Linked DNA regions of Gossypium arboreum: region 1 is linked to region 2. A link is a contact called in public Hi-C data. All regions are on one chromosome and are shown on one strand. The core of a region is the stretch at or near the end of the contact, and the rest is flanking DNA. Distances in the headings are between cores, read along the strand shown.

Region 1 (3,018 bases), core at 256-2,755, 160 kb after region 2:
CTCCCCATTTAGCTCCATAAATCTGGATCCTTACGGTTCTTTCCTAGTTTTCACCGTGTCATTAGCCCGTAAATCTATTTAACTACGTCGCGATTTCCTTTCCACCAACATCCACAGTCCGTACTTCGATCCTATCCTTCATTCTATCTTGGCGATGGCTTCGCCTAAGTTAGCAACCACTGCTTCTACATTACTTTCCTAGGTTAAATCTACCATTATTGATAGGCACAAATCTTTGACATGTCTATACTTACCGCAAGAAAAACATATTGTTGGAAGTGCATCATATTCCACTCGTTAGACGACGCCGTCGACCATAACCTGAGAAAGAAAATGCTTGTTAATGTTAATAAACACAACCAGGCGAGCAAACTGGCCTCTGGTTCTGCTATCAGTTTGAAAATCCAGTTTTGCCACTTTTTCGACAAGCCCCCCGATAACCTTTATGATCTTCCGTTTGTATATAAATCCAGGGATTCTTGATGGCCGGGTTCAAGCCATCACCACATTGGGATATGGTTGTAACAGACTAAAATCTTTAGTCCAAGGTTGAATAGTAATGTACTGGCTATAAATGATCTATGATCCCTGAGTCAATACTTGATTACAATCTTCATTGTTTTGAAACTTAACAAAAAAAAAATTATTTTCTATGTCCATGAGATGGAATGGTTTTGTAGGTTTCCATAAGCTACTTATTTGATTATAAATAGCGTTATAACCAATGCTTTGCCTTAAAAGCTTGAGTCGACCGTCAATTCCATCTCTTTGAAGAGAATTTCTTAAATACTGTTTGAGAAGACAATTGCTGGAATCCCATTGACCATGGTCGTACTCACATCACCTTCTAGCAACTCAAAATCACTTTCATTTCCCTCGCTAGGATCATTACAAACCATACTAGAAATGACTGCTCCTCCCCTCAAAAGCTTGTCCTTCCAAGATAGATTCAGGGTCAGATAAAAGTCCACACCCACAGTAGCAATTTCCCTTTCGATTCCTTCCTTGAATCTCACTTTCTTAGTGTTCCAATCCCTGTCAGATCTGGAATCACCAAAACCTCCTTCACTGGAATTTTGCATATTTTAAGAGCTTTTTTCTTTGACAATTCTTTATGCTTTCTCGTCAATCCACTTTTTAAAACCGTTGATAAATTTTTACTTTTAACCCTTAATAAAATGGTCGAAAGAAAATTTCTAAATGATGCAAATGAGAATATTTAAGGAATTAATAATATTAATTAAATAACTTAGTAGTATCTAAAATGATGATGCCTATTTTGATGCATTAAGTGTATTAAGCAATGGAGATTAGATGCAGAATGATAGTTTGATGAACTTAATAATTGAAAATAAATCCAATAAAAGCAGATTACAATTATCCAATTTAATACAGATAATAAATAAATTTGAAGATTACAACTATCCAATCCCCATAGAAAATTTGCAGATATTATAAGCAATATTTATTACCCTTTCCTTATATTTAGTGCAAACATTTTCATTCAAACCCCGAAACAAAGAAATAGGATTAAATTGACAAATTTTATAAAATTAAGATCTAAATTTGTAGTTTAGCCGATAGCTTATTTTAATGTATGTTTTAAAAGTTCAGGGAAGAAAAAGAGAGTTCGTCTACAGTGGGTAAAACAAATCACCTTCCTCTTCTATCCTTCCATCCTTCCATCCTTCCATCCTTGCACTCCTGATGGATCAACAGCAACCACCTCCGCCAACCCCTAATGCTCCTCCTCCTTCCTCCGCCGTCGACCCACCTCCGCAACCACAGCCGCAGCCACAAATTCAACAACAAACAACGCCAACGCCCCCGTCAACATCCTCTACCGCAATCCCTAACCCTATCCTGAAACCCTTACCTTCCGCCATACCACCACCGCAACAGCCGCCGCAGCCTAAACCAGCTCTCCCCTCTCATCAGCCAAGACCCGCCGCTGCATTCTCGAGGCCATGGCAACAACACTCTTCCCAGTTCACTCATTTCTCTTCCTCTTCTCCTTCCGCCTCATCGTCTCCTTCCCCTTCACTTTCCTCTCAGCCGCGAGGCAGCATTGCCCTCGGTGTTCCTTCGTCCCATTCTGGCCCCTTGCCTCCTTCTCCTTCACCTTCGCAATCCACTCCGTTTACCGGTTCCTTTGGCCATTCCTTCGGTGGAACCTCTAGTTCCAATGTTTCCCAGGTTGGATTTTAAGCTTGTGGGTTATTTTCATTCACGATTTTGAGCTTTTGATGCTGAAATTTCCTCTTCTTGTGATATATATATTTTTTCATAGGCAAGGCCGATGATGCGAGGAATAGGGATGGGATCATCAGTTGGTTCAAGTTCACAAATGAGACCAGGTGGGATTTCTGCTCAGCATCAACAAAGGCCTTTGCAATCATCTCTTAGACCAACATCTTCACCAACTAGCCAGTCCGCTTCTACCCAAGTTAGTATTATTTTTAAGGATTAATGTATATTATTTCTTTTTATTAATTTAAATGACATTGATTTTTTGTCAATAATGTTCTAATGATGCTAAAAAATGTTAGTTGAATTTAAATGGTCGCAGTAATAACAGTTTTAGCATATTTTAATAGAGTTTTTAATAATGTTTTAGAATTTTAAGAATGCTTAGAACTGTTGGTTGAATCTAGAAAATACTAATCCTTTCTCCCTCACTTTTATTATTATTTTAATCTTAGTTTGAATATAGTATTGGTAGGTTGAAGTAAGCTGCTTTAAGGAGTTCGTCAAGAGAGCTAAGGTGTTATTATCTACTATATAACACATTATTGTTGCCAACAGCCTCTTGGCTTCATGACCAGATTCTTGTATTGTGTGGCATGAGAAATAGGGTTCGATCCTTACATACCAATCCCCATTCTCCTATCATCGAATGTGAAAGAAAAGAACGCATTATTGTCATCATGATTATAAATGTGGGGTGAATTTGTGTTTGATGCCTTTCCTTGAATATTATGTGACCTTTTTTTTCCTTGTTTTATTTTTCATTTTTTT
Region 2 (2,982 bases), core at 170-2,669:
TTAACTATGTCCAAATTAGCAGCTAAATTTTCCTATTTTTCAATAGAAACCACCAACTTATGGTTTCTTTCAATTTGACCCCTAATTATTCCTAATTTTTTGGCTTAAGGAAAATTAGGTGTGACAATGAGGATCATTAAAAGCAACTTGAGTTGCTTGAAAAAGAAAAAGCTTTATCTAACAAAGTTTCTCCAAAAAGATTTGAAAAGGGAAAAAATTCAAAGGCAAACTTTGTTAAATCAAACTTTAATTAATATAAACATAGAGGTCCTCAAAAAAATCTATAAGGGAAAACTTGTTAGAAGTGTATGGGTTCTCTAAAGGACTTAGTACTACTATAAACAAGGACATCCTTTCTAAATGAATACCTAAGGGGACCAAAATTATAAGAACTAATGCTGGACCCAAAAGAATTAAGGTTTCACCAAGCAACCGTTGTCGACCCGATTTGCATTTCATCTTTTGTACACCACACAACAACTCCTTCCTGCTGGAAACCTTATTGTCGCCAACTCTGCTATAGGTTAATGTAACGAGTTCAGCATCTTTGGTGGAGAAAATGAGTTAATTGGGTATATTGAAAAGCCCTTGTGCTTTTCACTATGACTATGATCTTAGACTTCTGCATGGATTTAATAAAGCATCCTCTTTTGATAAGGTGAAACTTGTTGCCGTGCCCGTATAACCACTGCCAACTAGGGCCCCCAGCTACATTCTATCCCTTGACAGTATAACCTTTGTAAACTTGAAGCCCTAGTTACACTACAACTCATGACCATATAATCACCGTCAACTGGGACCTCGAGTTGCAATGCGATCTCGACTTCTCAAGTGATGGGACCATATAAAGTATCTTGTTTTACAAATCAAAGAGTAATTATAAAAGAATTATATTAGAAATAAATAATATAAAGTATTCAATAAGGATATCATTGTATTTGTAAAAATTATAAATAATTTTAATAAAATGAAAATTTAAAACATACATTAGAATCAAATGAAAATGATTTTTGAAATTGAAGTTTTATCTTATAATGTGATTATCCGTATTAAACAAAATAAAATAAAATAATGAGAAATTTTAAAAATTACCGCTTATTTACATAAATTTTAGAACTTATATTTATACAAATTTTTAGAACACACTCTTATTTTACTTTGAAATAATTTTAGTCTTATTTAAAATTTAATCAATGTTGAATTTATTTGTTTTATATTTTTTAGTTTAACTAAAATAGATTTATGGCACTCAATTTTTTCAATTAGATTAATAAAATTCAATAATAATAATAATAATAATAACAAAATCACAAAAATCCTTACTCAAAGACTGTTAAAGCCAGATTTATGATTTATGAGGCGGAGCAATGTCAGTCCATAAATATATATCATAATTGATTTTACTTTTGAGTATGCTTGGTCACTAGTTTGTTTTGTCTCGAGCGAGTTACACAAAATCTCACTCTCAACCTCAGCGCGTAACAACACGCACTTCACTAACTCTTAATCCAACTGGAATCTATTTACAAATTTACAAGTGGGTTTCCCGGCGATTTTCTAAGTCCTTGGCTCTGGTTTTTTCTTTGAAGTATTCTCTCCAAAACCAACGACCCTAAGATTCTCTCTTTCTAAAACTCCTTCAAATTTGGCTACCAAGAAAAACAATGGAAGTAATTGAAAGTCAAGCAGCTGTTTCGAATTTCGATCTCCAGTCAAAGTCTCCGTTTTATAACATTTCCTCCACCGACATTACGAACGCCGGCTTACTTGGGGAATCCGAATTTGTATCTGTGGATAGTCCGAACCAAGCTAGCGAATCGGATTTCCCGACGGTGGTTAATGGTGGTGGTTTGAAAATGCTGCTGGAGCCGTTATCCGACGGCCGAGATTCTCCGGGTTCGAATCAGACGCGCAGTGGCGGTTCTTCTCATTCCAACGCCGCCGTTAAGGTCCAGAAGGTGTATAGGAGTTACCGGACACGGCGTAGGTTAGCAGACTCCGCTGTTGTCGCTGAAGAACTCTGGTAGTTTCTTTCATAAAATCTTTGTCTGTCTTCAAAATATATATTATTTAATACTAATAGTAAATATTTTTATTATTTTCAGGTGGCTGGCTTTAAATTATGCAAGGCTTAATCACAGCACAATTTCCTTTTTTAATTATTTGAAACCAGAAACTGCTGCTTCATGGTGGAATCGCGTTGGCTTAAATGCTTCTAAGGTATTTTCTTCTTCTTCTTCTTCTTTTTATTTTTTTTTTCTTTTACCTCCCAGTTTCCATGTTCTGTCTTTTTTTTTTTTAGTTAATTTTCATAAATAATTAAGTTGGGAATTTTGTCAGGTCGGGAAAGGGTTGTCCATAGACGCCAAAGCACAAAAATTGGCTTTTCAACATTGGATTGAAGCTGTAATTTACTCTTCTGTATCTTTTTATTAAACAAAATATATTGGATAATTTTGAATCTAACACTTTTTTTCAACTGTAGATTGATCCACGACACCGTTATGGCCATAACTTACATATTTACTACGATGAATGGTGCAAAACTGATGCTGGTCAACCATTTTTCTACTGGTAAACCCCAAACATTTTTCTCATTCTATTAATATTGGTAGGAAGACCAAATTAAAGTAGATGGACTAAATCTTCAAATTGAGCATAGTACTAGGACAAAAATAATGATTTCACCTTTTTTCTTTCTTTCTTATTTTGTTTCCTACAGGTTAGATATAGGTGATGGCAAAGATGTCGATCTCGAAGAATGTTCAAGATCAAAGCTTCGAAAACAATGCATCAAGTATCTCGGACCTGTATGTATGCAAACTCATATGTTAGATTCAATCTCTTTTTCCAAATAAGATTGAATGAAATTGTTAATTCCCTGTTGTTGTAAACAGCAAGAAAGGGAACATTATGAGTACATTGTTGTTGAAGGAAAGATTATCCATAAACAAACTAGAAATGTCCTTGATACATTCCAAG

What was found. Hi-C and Micro-C count contacts between places; a contact is called where the count stands out from the background.
Region 1: a Hi-C map of leaf shows a contact between it and region 2, with 3 times the contacts expected there. The contact joins the promoter of LOC108480211 here to the promoter of LOC108480562 in region 2. A contact is called at or near these places in 4 of 5 Hi-C or Micro-C datasets (all in leaf).

Annotation. Positions count from the first base shown.
Region 1 is chr1:65,030,624-65,033,641 of ASM2569848v2, forward strand. LOC108480211 (transcription initiation factor TFIID subunit 12) reads left to right here and starts at 1,506. Exons shown (of 10, transcript XR_008283320.1): 1 at 1,506-2,196; 2 at 2,291-2,446.
Region 2 is chr1:64,875,634-64,878,615 of ASM2569848v2, forward strand. LOC108480562 (IQ domain-containing protein IQM3-like) reads left to right here and starts at 1,420. Exons shown (of 8, transcript XM_053028874.1): 1 at 1,420-2,023; 2 at 2,106-2,220; 3 at 2,341-2,406; 4 at 2,486-2,574; 5 at 2,723-2,810; 6 at 2,898-2,982. The coding sequence starts at 1,665.